Regions from separate parts of the Sus scrofa genome. Here region 1 is linked to region 2. The links are chromatin contacts, called in public Hi-C maps. All regions are on one chromosome and are shown on one strand. Each heading gives the region's core, a stretch centred on a gene start, on an enhancer-like site or on the middle of the called end of the contact. The rest is flanking DNA. Distances are from core to core; before and after follow the strand shown. Region 1 has its middle 170 kb from the start of SNX19. Region 2 holds the start of ADAMTS15 (A disintegrin and metalloproteinase with thrombospondin motifs 15).

Region 1 (5,833 bases), core at 1,506-4,005, 260 kb before region 2:
ACCTCATTCCTGTTAGAATGGCTATTATTGATAAGACAAGGAATAATAAATGCTGGCAAGGATGTGGAGCAAAGGGGACCCTTACATACTGTTGGAACTGCAAACTGGCACAGCCACTATGGAAAACAGAATGGAGATTCCTCAAAGAATTAAGAATAGAACTACTATATGACCCAGTGATTGCACTTATGGGTATTTATCTAAAGAACATGAAACACAAATTTATCTAAAACATGAGTATTTATCTAAAGAACATGAAAACACAAATTCAAAGATATATCCACCCAATTTTATTATAGCACCACTTACAATAGCCAAGATATGGAAACAATGTAAATGCCCACTGATGAATAAATGGATAAAGATGTGAGATATATGTATGTGTGTGTGTGTGTATACACACACGTACCACAATGGAATACTACTTAGCCATAAAAAAGAATGAAATCCTGCTATTTTTGATAACATGGATGGACTTTGAGTTAAGTGAAATGAATCAGAAGGAAAAAGACAAATACCATATAATTTCACTCATAGGTGGAATCTAAAACAAAACAAAACAAAACCAACCAACAAACAAAATACAACAAAAACAAACTCATAGATACAAAAAACAGATCAGTGGCTACCAGAGGGGAAGGAGGTGGGGGAGGTAGGCAAAATGGGTAAAGAAGGTCAACTGTGTGGTGATGGATGATAACTAAATTTGTGGGGGTAATCGCTCTGTAGTGTATACAGATGTTGAACTGTAACAAATGCCATACACGTGACACTTTTATTATTATTATAAAAGAATTCTCTATCCAGAAACAGTACAACACAAATTCTTTTCCAATGCACATACAACATTTACAAAGAAAGGCCATATTCTGGATCATAAAACAAGTCTCTGTAAATTTAAGGGAATTTAAATCATACAAAGTATGTTCTCTGATCATAACATATTTAAGAATAAAAAACAACACCAGAAATAATTCCAGAAAATCCTCAAACATTTAGAAAATAAATAACACATGAGTCCAAATTTAATCCTAAGAGAGATTAGAAAACAGTTTGAACCAAAACAAAAATGAAAATATATCAAAATATGTGGGATGCAGCCAAAGCAGTACCTAGAGGGACATTTACAACTTTAATGTTTGTATTTGAAAAAGAAAGTTCTCCAATCAATTATCTAAATTTCCACCTTAAGAAACTACTAAAGAATGAGAAAATCCAATACAAAGCTCATATGAAACTTTTACCTCATAACTCTAGTAAAAAATTAGTATTCTTTGTTCATTTTCATCTGATTACCTTAAATTGTTCCTTTCTGTTACTTTTCTTCATAGCTATAGATTTTTGTTATAAATAACAGCCTTGTTGAAGAAAGCGTGTAATTATATAAAAGGGCATATGTGAAGAGTTTCTGACTTTTATGGTACAAATTGTATCAATAAATGACTGTATATGGAGCCCTTACCATCTGCCAACCCTTACACACGTGTTGTTTCATTTAACACCTAGGCGACAGTGGATGCCTAGGGGATTTTGAACGCTTAATTTATGATCACCAGAAGCTGCCATTTAAACATCCACCTCCCGCAGAATTGTTGGATTTGGTGTATTTTCTCTGTTCTGTGTGAATATTTGATTTCGTCACACAAATACCCATCCTGAAAGAGTCCCTCATAACTCTTCGGTTGTACGAGATCAACTTGCTTTAGTGAATTAGGCGATCAAGCAGAATTGGTTTAGGAAATAGCCAGCACATTTAGAGGAGAGGTAACATACAGAGCAAAGATTTTGTCAGTCTGTTCCTCAGACTCAGCCCCTACCTGATATCACAACAGTGAGAAGAGGGAAGATGAAAGTATGCAATACAGAGGCAAGAGATGATGGCCCCTATGGTCAGAAGCCCCCATTTCTTCCTCACTGTCCCAAGGTGTGCACACTCACTTATGATCCCCTGTAGAACTTTCTGTCTGCAAAATGCCAGCTTCTCTGCCTTGGGTTCTGTGTGGGGCACCACAGCCTGGTTTCACTAGTTACCTCCTAGAGACCAGGTAGGATGCTCACCCAAGATTAACATACATCACAGATGAACCTAAAGGAATTATTCACTTACTGATGAACTGATCAGAAGATGTCACTACAGCTGGGGATCTTTCCCTGAATTAAAACTAGGCTTCGAGAATTATTTTTTCAAAGTCCACTTTGAATTATGGGGCTGTAATTTCATCCTGAAGGCTCTTTGTGGGTCATGCTTCACTTCTTGTGGTTTATGACTTCAACACAGGCCCTCGATGGAATTACAGCCCAACAGGCACAGAGACTGCTATTTATCATCTGTTTATTTTACAACCAAGCATCTAGTATATTTTGGTTTTATGCTGCTGGAGAACACAAGCAGGGAGGACAGGGTGGAGGAAGAGGAGGAGGAGGAGGAGGAGGAGATAAAATAGTTGAACCAAAGCTACAGCCACATCCACCCAACTCTAAACTTGAGATAAAAACCGTAAGTCAGACCATGGTCCAGACATGTTATCTCCACGTTCAAAAACACCTGGAAGTCTCCTCTACTTGTTACTGTGAAAACAGCCAAATAGCTGTTTTGTATCTCTCCTTGGTGAAGTGCGACTGCAGCAGAGCTCAGAGGGCGGACCTGGGGGTGGCCAGGGCGCCTCCTCCCTGCTTTCGTGTTCTCTGGGCCAGCAACGCGCTTGCAGGCTGGAGGCTGCAAGCAGCTGGGTCAGAGATCAGGCAGGGTCACCACGTGCTCAGGCCTTGGGTTTGGCTGCTGGTCCCTGCTGTGTGCTGGGCGGGCCGCCCCTCGATGGCTCAGTGCCGTCACCGGCCTCTGCAGCACAGTTGGCCCTGGGCCTTTGCAAACATTCTAATTTGATGCATAATTAATATAACAGTGATTCAAGGCAGAGAGGCTTCTGGGACTAATTAGTGACCTGAATCTCCATGGTAGCCTGCATTCCATCCTTATCAGTGCCGGGAAGAACTGCACTCTTAGAAATAATGTCTCCCACTTACTACTGCGCCACAGCCAAGAGGCAAAGATCATCTTTCCCTGCAGTGCTCGAAAATTCCATCAGTGTGTAATCACCTCCCACGGGGCTTGAACTTCCCCTGGAAGAGTCTCACTGAATTAGTCTCTCATGAACTTTTAGGTTTCCATATGGGCCTGGGGAGCTCTCAGTGCAGGTGAAGAAATAAAGACAGTCAGCGAGGGCTCAGAATGGACAGCATTGTTCTGGGGTTTGGAGCTGGTCTGAAAGAGCACAAAGCCTCAGCTCTCTTCCCAAAGGCCTTGCAGTACGATAATTAAAGCCACAGTGAGGAGAATGAATGGTCTGTGCACTCTCGTGCCTAATAGGGTCCCCCCTTTGTGCACGCATGGCTCCAAACGTCCCAGCCACACACAGAGGACCTGCTCAGAGTCGGAGAGGAGTGGGTTTATCCCAGGAAAAGAGGCGGCATTGCCTCCCGTCCAGCTTCCTAGAGCTGTCACCATCAAAATCCACTGTGATTTCACCTCATTTGCTCCAGCCCCCCATGACACAGACTAGATTCAGCAAACCGTGGACATGGATGGTGGGCCAAAAGTGACCTGACCATTCCTTTGGTTCACATAGGTGTGGTCCACGGCTGCTTTCACGCAACAATGGCAAGACTTTAATAGCTGCAGCAAAGACCGCATGACTCCCAAATCCTAATATATTTACTCTCCGGCCCTCTGCAGAAAAGGTTTGCTGACCTCTGCTCTAGATCATCAAAAACCACCCAGCCAGTGTTCCTGTCATGGCTCGGTGGTAACAAACCAGACTAGTATCCATGAGGACGTGGGTTTGATCCCTGGCTTTGCTCAGTGGGTTAAGGATCTGGCATTGCCTTGAGTTGTGGTGTAGGTCACAGACTTGGCTCGGATCTGGTGTTGCTGTGGCTGTGGTGTAGGCCAGCAGCTGTGGCTTCAATTCAGTGCCAAGCCTGGGAACTTCCATATGTCACAGATGCAGCCCTAAAAAGGAAAGGGAAAAAAAAATATGTGTTTATATATATATATATATATATATATATATATGTGTTTATATATATATATATATATATATATATATATGTGTTTATATATATATATATAAATATATATATATAAATATATATATATATATTTATATTAATATATATATATATTTATATATATAAATATATATATAAATATATGTATATAAATATAAAATATAAAAATATGTATAAAATATAAAAATATAAAAAATATAAAAATATAAAAATATGTATATAAATATATATATATAAATATATGTGTATATATATATATATAAATATGTGTTTATATATATATATAAATATGTGTTTATATATATATATATAAACCACCCAGCAGATGGTGACCTAGGCTTTAGTCAGCTTTTTTTTAGAATTTCTTTTGGGGGAATGGGCTAGGGACCACACCATGAGCTATCCCTTTAACAACAACCACAACAACCACCAAGTATGATTTCCAGCCTCCTCTCGTGATTGTGCAGTGACCCAGTGCCTATTTATTACCTTCCCATGGAGGAGGCTTATCATTTATTCAATAAACACTTAGGTGCTATTTGCTACATGCCAGACACCACTCTGAGCCCTATAACGAAATGAACGAATGTTATCCTTCTCATCATCCTATCAGCTGGGCATCACCCCCATTTCACAGATGAGGAAACAAAGATGCAGAGAGGTTACGTTGCCCAGGCCGTATAATTAATGAGTAAGTGACAGAGCCGGAATTTGAACCCAGGGAGCTTTGTTCTTCAGTTTGTGTGCTTAACTAGGTCAAAAGTTTCTCTACACAGTATGCCAAGGGAATAAAGGCGACCAGACCTGGTTAGCTATCCACAGCTGGGAAGTCCTCTTAGAGGTTTTAATTTAAAATATGTGACTATTAGAGTTCCTGTTGTGGCTCAGTGGAAACAAATCTGACTAGCATTCATGAGGATGCAAGTTCCATCCCTGGCCTCGCTCAGTGGGTCAAGGATCTGGCATTGCTGTGAGCTGTGGTGTAGGTGGAAAATATGACTGGGAGCTCATGTTGCTGTGGCTGTGGTGTAGGCTGGCAGCTGCAGCTCCGATTTGACCCCTATCCTGGGATCCTCCATATGCCATGGGTGCAGCGCTTAAAGAAAAACTAAAAAATAAAAAAAGTAAAATATTTCACTGCATTTATCCTTGGCTTCTGGTGCCCTCCAGCACACGAACACTGCCTGTACCCCTTGGATATGGCACTCCCTCTGTGAGGGGCATAGGCTTAGTTTATTTTTACCTTAGACACACCTGCGCTGTACCTGATTTTGCCACTATAGCACTCATTTATTTGATCAAGTCTAGTGCTTTGAAACTTTTTATTTTTAATCAACAGGCACCATTTAAAAGAAATTTGCATGCAGAATAGAGAACAGAGAGAGGTAAATGGCCAAGGAAGCCTCTAAGTTTGACTGGGGGTGGGGCGGGGCGGGGTGGTTCTTTAAAAACCCTGTAGTCATCCACCCTTCTGGAGCAATCCAGACTGGACTGGCTCCTTTTCCCACGTGACAGTCCTTCAGAGGTGCCAAGGCAGTGATCACACCTCTTATCCAGGAAAAAATGAAGCTAGTTCTTGTGATATCTCTTTGTTAGGATGCGCTTTCACATCTTCTCATGCACCCCAATTAAAACAGGTTCCCAGAACTGGATGCCACGTTTCAGGATTGGGACCGTCCACAGAGAGTTAGTGGGAAACATCCATTTCTCAGATCTGGATTCTCTAGAAAGGGCTGTGGCAGATTCTATTTCCCAAAATGGATAC
Region 2 (5,954 bases), core at 2,229-4,728:
AAGTAAGACAAAAGTCCCTCTCGTGTTGGAGCATTGAGGAGGCTCCTTTCCCAGGTTCCCGGAGACTCCACAGGGGCCACGTCTGGAAAGAGCAGCTGCACGCTGGTGTTCTCATCTTGTACTGTACCTTCTCCAGGGGGTTTAGGAATGAGCTATTCCTAAGACTCTGAGAATGCAGCAGGCCCTGAAGTCTGTGCTGGCAAGGAGTTGGGGGGAGAGATGTTTGTTCTACAGCATAAAGCACATACCTGGGTCATGGGCCTGCCAAGCGGCCTCCCCATTCTCTGGCTTTGCCCTCTCAACGCCTAAGGGAAAGACAGCTTCTGAGAGCCACATTATGCCCACCAACCACCGCTTCCGACCCAAGTGGTCATACATCTGGTACCCACAGTGCATGGTCAAGATAGCCCCCTGGGGGCCCAGCACATTCCACCGACAAACAGAAGCTGTCACGCTGTTTGATGGCTTCTTCAAAAGGCAGATCCTTCTGATGGCGTCATCCATATTCCCAGCAGGACTCCTCTTCCTAGGGCTGGTTCCAAAAGTCAGCCTTGCCCCTAGGCATCAGAGACTGGGTTTTGTTACCTCAGACCAGGGAGTGACCCCACAGGCCATCCGAGGTGGCAGATGGGGCAGCAGCTGCTTTGCCCATTAAGAGAGCCTGTTCTCGGCCTTTGCTTTTTTTTCCCAGCCATCTGACTGCCGAGTTGGTCTGTGTGCAGAGGTTGAAGCCACCTCCTTTGTAGCTTCCCCATGACTCAAGCAGTGCTTGTAGGGGCGGGGCAGTGACAGCTCTACAGACCTCAGTTGGAAGAATGAGCATGCACGGAAACGTACTCAGGCCAAAGACCTCCCGAGAGGAGCCAGGTGGTGGGAGGAGAAGGCTGGGAAAGGAGGAAGTTCAGCTCCAGGAAGAGGCCAGCTGTGCCAAATGGGTTAATGTGGAAGACTGCAGCTCCAGCTCCATGTGCACCAGTCCATCTGGATACAGAGGAGGGTCAGGGCGCCACAGGTACCCAAGGATTCAGTGCCATCACCAGAATGCTGTGGTTCTGATGTTAACAAAATAAGAGCTTGGCACAGACCCAAGCCACAGCCCCCAAATCAGAAGAAGCAGGACACACAGATGCCCCTTTTCCTCCCAGCTCCTGTATCTGAGAAATTTCAGAACTCAAAAACACAGCACCCAATCACTCCAAGATCTACGAATCTAAACTTTCAATAGGGCTGTAGCAAAAGGCAGAGCTGCTTTTCTGATCTGTCTTTTTAATCCCAAGACTCAACATCTTTCCAGCCCTGCAGCTGGGATCTGCAGATGCTCTCCCCTGAACTCACTCCACTTCCATGCCGCCAGGGGCAGAATCTGGAGGCCTGCGGTCAAGTGCAGTCACAGGAGGTTTCAGCAAGTCTAAGTCGGGAGCAGCCCTGCCTGCTCTGCCACCAGGTAGTATACATCACCCTCGGCCAACAGGGATATGGGAAGATTGAAAGAGATGTTTTCAACTCAACTCCAAGGGAAGCTCTACTTGAAACTCCAAGCTTCAAACAGGTACACTAACATAGCGTGCCTGCTCTGAATGGACCAGAAGCCCCTCAAAGAGGAGACAAGCCCAGCACAGAGGGGTGTAGGAGAAGCGTCAAGGAAGAAGGGGATGCTCCCTGTACTGAGTGTGTCCTTTCACTGCAACCCACGAAAAATCCCAGATGAGTCCCACTATCCCAATTCGGGTTTCCCAGCACAGGACAGGGCCAGGATAACAACTGTTACTCATGAGAAAAGAAGCAGGCACTGAACTTCCAGTTTCATAAGCAGAAAAAGGAAGCCTCCGAAGAAGGTATCCGAAAAGACTTAGACGCCCCTCGCAGTAGGGGCGGACCTCTCCAACACCATCCTCAGAGCGCCTCCTATTTGTCTTGGAGACAAACTGCGGCTCCGGGGCGGCAACTTCCTGGGTTCCTGCCCCTCCGCGCCTGATCCTGGAGGCGTTCATTGGCCGGGCCGGGCCAACACCTTCCGAAGGAGCAGGCGTTCCTCTGCCCGCCCACGTGCATCCGGAAGATCCAAAGTGGCAGTCGGAAGAGATCAACGAAATTTAAACATTGCGCGGCACAAAGGGCATTTGGAGAGCTAAGGGCGGTGACCCCAATAGAATGGGGGCTATCTGGGTCCAAAGAGGTGACAGATCAACTCACCTGCCTGGTGAAGAGGATGGCGGTGTCCCAGTACTCAGGATGCTTGTCACTCACTTTGTTCAGCTTCTTCTGCCACGCGCAGAAGTTGCGCAGCGTCAAGGCCGCGTTGCCCGTGACCTTGGGCCCTGTGTCGCGGTCTCCAAGAAGCAGCACCTTGACCACGACGATGTTGATGGGGTTGAGGATGCTGGGATGGCGGTAGAGTCGCGCCGCCGTGGCCAACAGCGTCAGCAGATAATGCTCCAAGTCCGCGCCGTGGAACTTGACCATGGACTCGTCTGCCACCACCAGCGTCTCCACGTATCGCGGGATAGACACGAAGCGCTTGGCGCGCCCGGACCTGCGCCGGCTGCGATCTTCCCCTAAGCCTATCCGCGGAGGCTTGTAAGCGTCCAGGGCCCGCAGAATGGCGGGGTTCCAGCCTGAGGCCACCCCACAGCGAGAGGTAGGATCTCCAGGAGGCCCGCCGGGGGCGGCCCGGCGCTGGAGGAGGTGTGCGCCCTGACTGTTGCGCTGCGCCGTCGGCGCGCTGGCATTGGGCAACGGGCTAATGACATACTCAGCGCCTCGGTATCCGAAGGCTCCGCGTATCCCCCCGCACAGGCTCACAGCAGCAAAAGAGTCTGGCTCCGCGTTCACGTCTCCAGAGTAGAAACAACGTCGCAAGTCCGGGGAGCTCTCGATGAGTCCCTGGAGGGGGACGCCCAGATGCTCTGTGGCGAAAGCGGGTGCCAGGAACTGAGCATCTGGCGTCAGGTGTAGGTAGAAATCCTCCTGAAATGCTGTGATCTGAAAAATGAGTCCCTGATCCTCTGAGTCCTCGGGACCCCGCCGGTAATAGCGGCGGCCGTTGATATCCGGGTCCAGTCGGATGGGGACCACCACCTCCCGCTCTGGCTCTGAGCCGCCAGCCGGTGCCCCGGCGAGAGCCAGCGTTAAGATGCCCAGCAGAAGCATGGCGCCGGGCAGCGCAGAGCCGCGCTCTCGGAAGGGCTCGACTCGGCTCCCCGGCAGCCGGCACCGTCTTCCTGAAGCCCGCACGCCAGAACCACCGACTCCCGGGGCCGCCCGCAGCTCCCAGAAAGGAGAGCCCAGGGAGGGAGGATCCTCCCAGGGCAGTGAGCGCGCACCGGGCTGCCCGCGCCGCCTACCTGTGCCTTTCCAGGCAAAGCGCGCCCTGGGAGCTTAAGTACAATCGCTGTCAAGTGCAAAGACGAAGATTTGCAGCCGAGAACTAGAGGGAGGTGCCGGGCCGCTTCTCCGAACCGCAGCCACTCGCAGCGCCGCAAACCAGGCGCGGCGAGCCTATTAAAGGCCCCCTCCTCTTTGGACTGCCCAGTCAGCGCCCTCCCTCTCTCCCCTCCCAGCCTCCCAAAGCTTGCAGCCTCCTGGGGCCACCGAAGAACTCGGTCCCGCCTCCAGAGCTGAGAGCCACTTGGCGGGGAGGGAGTGGCGTTGAACTGAGGCGGGAGGCGTGGGCTGGCCGGAGAAACTAGCTCTGGAGTCTGGATTCACGTTGTGCTTTCAAGCTATGCCTCCTCCGCACCTCCCCTCCGCCCCATGCCCCACACATCAGCCGGGACCCACATCTGGCCGCTCCCTGGGCCTCAGCCTTTAGCTCAAGGCAGTAGGGCTCAGAAGTTGGAAATGAAGACTGCCATTGAACCCCCTTATCCCTTCTATTACAATATCCCTGCTCTTTCCTCATCGCAGTGTCCCCTAAAAGTCCCAGAACCAAGGACTCCCTGTAAATGTGCTCCTGCTGCCAGAAGGGCACATTGCTGGGCACATGGAGAGACCTTCTGGAAGGTACGGCTGCCCAGACCCACAGTCCGCCCTGGGGGCAAGGGTGTGCTGGATGGGCTGGTGCAAATGGTTAATTTTCAAGAACTTTGCCTGTCAGCTATTAAACACAGTCATTATTAAAATTTTTAATTATATGGATGTATAGTTATAACCTATGCTTAGTAATAAACTCCATCACTTCCTAATTATTTGAGCATAATTACCTGAGCTCTTACACCTTGGGAACCACTAGCCCTCCAGGACAGCGGCCAGCACCAGGAAGGAGAGCAGAGGTGCGGGAGTGGATGGTAGGATTGAGTGTGTGGCCTTCCCCATCTCCCAGGGCAGGGGCGGCAGGACAGGAGCTTGGAACAGGTCCTGTGGGAATGTTTATACCACTGACATGGGCAAACAGTGCCACTCAGGGCTTGGGGGGGGGACTGTGTCCAGCACTGACCATCAGTGCCTGGGGTGCTGTGGGGAAAGAGATGGTCTTCCCACCAGGGAGGGGCCGAAGCACTGTGGACAGTAAAAAAGTAATCATCCAGAAAAAATCCTTCCTCCCTGACATTCTTTCATTTGACCCTTGACCAAGTATATGGAGGACACTGGGGTGGGAGGCTGGGTGTGCATAGGTGGGACGAGACCATCAGGCCAAGGGTTCCCATTTCATCTGAGGGGGTCTGAAGAGCCCTGTTCCAGGCTCTGGACCTTGAGGTCCTCCCTAGCTCTCCATAAAAATCACCTTCTTGGAGTTCCCGTTGTGGCTCAGTGGTTAGCGAATCTGTCTAGGAACCATGAGGTTGCTGGTTCGATCCCTGGCCTTGCTCAGTGGGTTAAGCATCCGGCATTGCAGTGAGCTGTGGTGTAGGCTGCAGACGCGGCTCGGATCCCGCGTTGCCATGGTTCTGGCGTAGGCTGGCGGTACAGCTCCGATTGGACCTCTAGCCTGGGAATCTCCATGTGCCATGGGAGCAGCCCAAGAAATGGCAAAAAGACAAAAAAAATCACCTTCTTTCTTCTGACAAGGAAGAAGGCAAGTAAAGGGAGAAAGGCATTCCTGGTCTCTCCTGATACCTGGAAAATCTTTGCAGAACCAAAGTGCTCTGGGTTGAGTTGGCAAGAGGAGGGGCCAGGAGGGGAGAGAATGGGATGATTTGAAGCCTAAGAAGGGGGTAGTGGAAGAAGTTTGGAATTTGCTTAAGAAAGTGGCTGCTCCAGTCAACAATGCTGTTGTTGAAGGGAAGAGAAAGCTGGGGCTGATCCATCTCATCTCGAGAGCACATTCTGCCCATTATCCTCTCCCCATGAAGGATCCTATCTGGGAGAGCCCCCGGGGGCCTTGGAACAGGAAGAGTGCCCAGATGCCCGCGGCTCTCCTGGGGCCCCTCTTCAACTGAGAGGCATGGGGCTGAAATTCATTATGTGAATGAGTAAGAAATGGTGTTTATGCTCTAAATGAAAGGGGAAGTGTGCATATGGAGGGCTGTGAGAGAGAGCATTCACGTTTACAAAGGCTTTCTGTGTTTGAGTGTTTAAAGAGGGCCTATAATTAAAGAGAAACTCAGACAACCAAGGGCAATCATAAGTCACTTATTTAGGGCATGCAATTGTTTTCCTACACCCAGCAGTTTTAATGGGGAGTTACACGGTTTCTAATGACATTTTACTTTCACAGGGATCCACAGCGGCATTTGGTAAGGGCTGGGGCATGTCACTCACGATGGCAGGCCCAGGAGAAGAAGCACCTCCCTGCCTGTGTGCCTCACTTCCCCTCCCCCAATCACCCCAACTGTTCCTACCCCCCAGCACAGAAGCAGGCCACTTGACCTTTTTCAAAGGCACTCGCCTGCCTTCGCGCTCCTACTCTGTGCAAAGTACGGCTCCGGGGAGCTTTGTGTGTCTCACCTTATTTAACACTCACCTCTCTCCTCGGGAAGCTGCAGCTCTGTCCAGTCACTTTGCCAGGGATTCCT

What was found. A called contact is a pair of places that touch in the nucleus more often than the background predicts.
Region 1: a Hi-C map of skeletal muscle shows a contact between it and region 2, with 4 times the contacts expected there. The contact joins the enhancer-like site here to the promoter of ADAMTS15 in region 2. A contact is called at or near these places in 7 of 47 Hi-C or Micro-C datasets (heart right ventricle, liver, mesenteric adipose tissue and 3 more) and 1 of 2 datasets of contacts at active chromatin or transcription factors (skeletal muscle).

The regions. Positions count from the first base shown.
Region 1 is chr9:57,382,298-57,388,130 of Sscrofa11.1, reverse strand. No RefSeq gene overlaps it. Among named protein-coding and RNA genes, the nearest start is that of SNX19, 170 kb to the left of the region's middle. Within about 2 kb of position 2,755, at least 28 of the 83 cell types and tissues checked have an H3K27ac peak or open chromatin away from gene starts, as enhancers often do. A contact at or near this core is called in liver, mesenteric adipose tissue, omental adipose tissue and 1 more, where this site is marked.
Region 2 is chr9:57,125,051-57,131,004 of Sscrofa11.1, reverse strand. It overlaps ADAMTS15 (A disintegrin and metalloproteinase with thrombospondin motifs 15), which reads right to left and starts at 3,478. Exons shown (of 8, transcript XM_003130081.4): 1 at 2,194-3,478. The coding sequence starts at 3,150.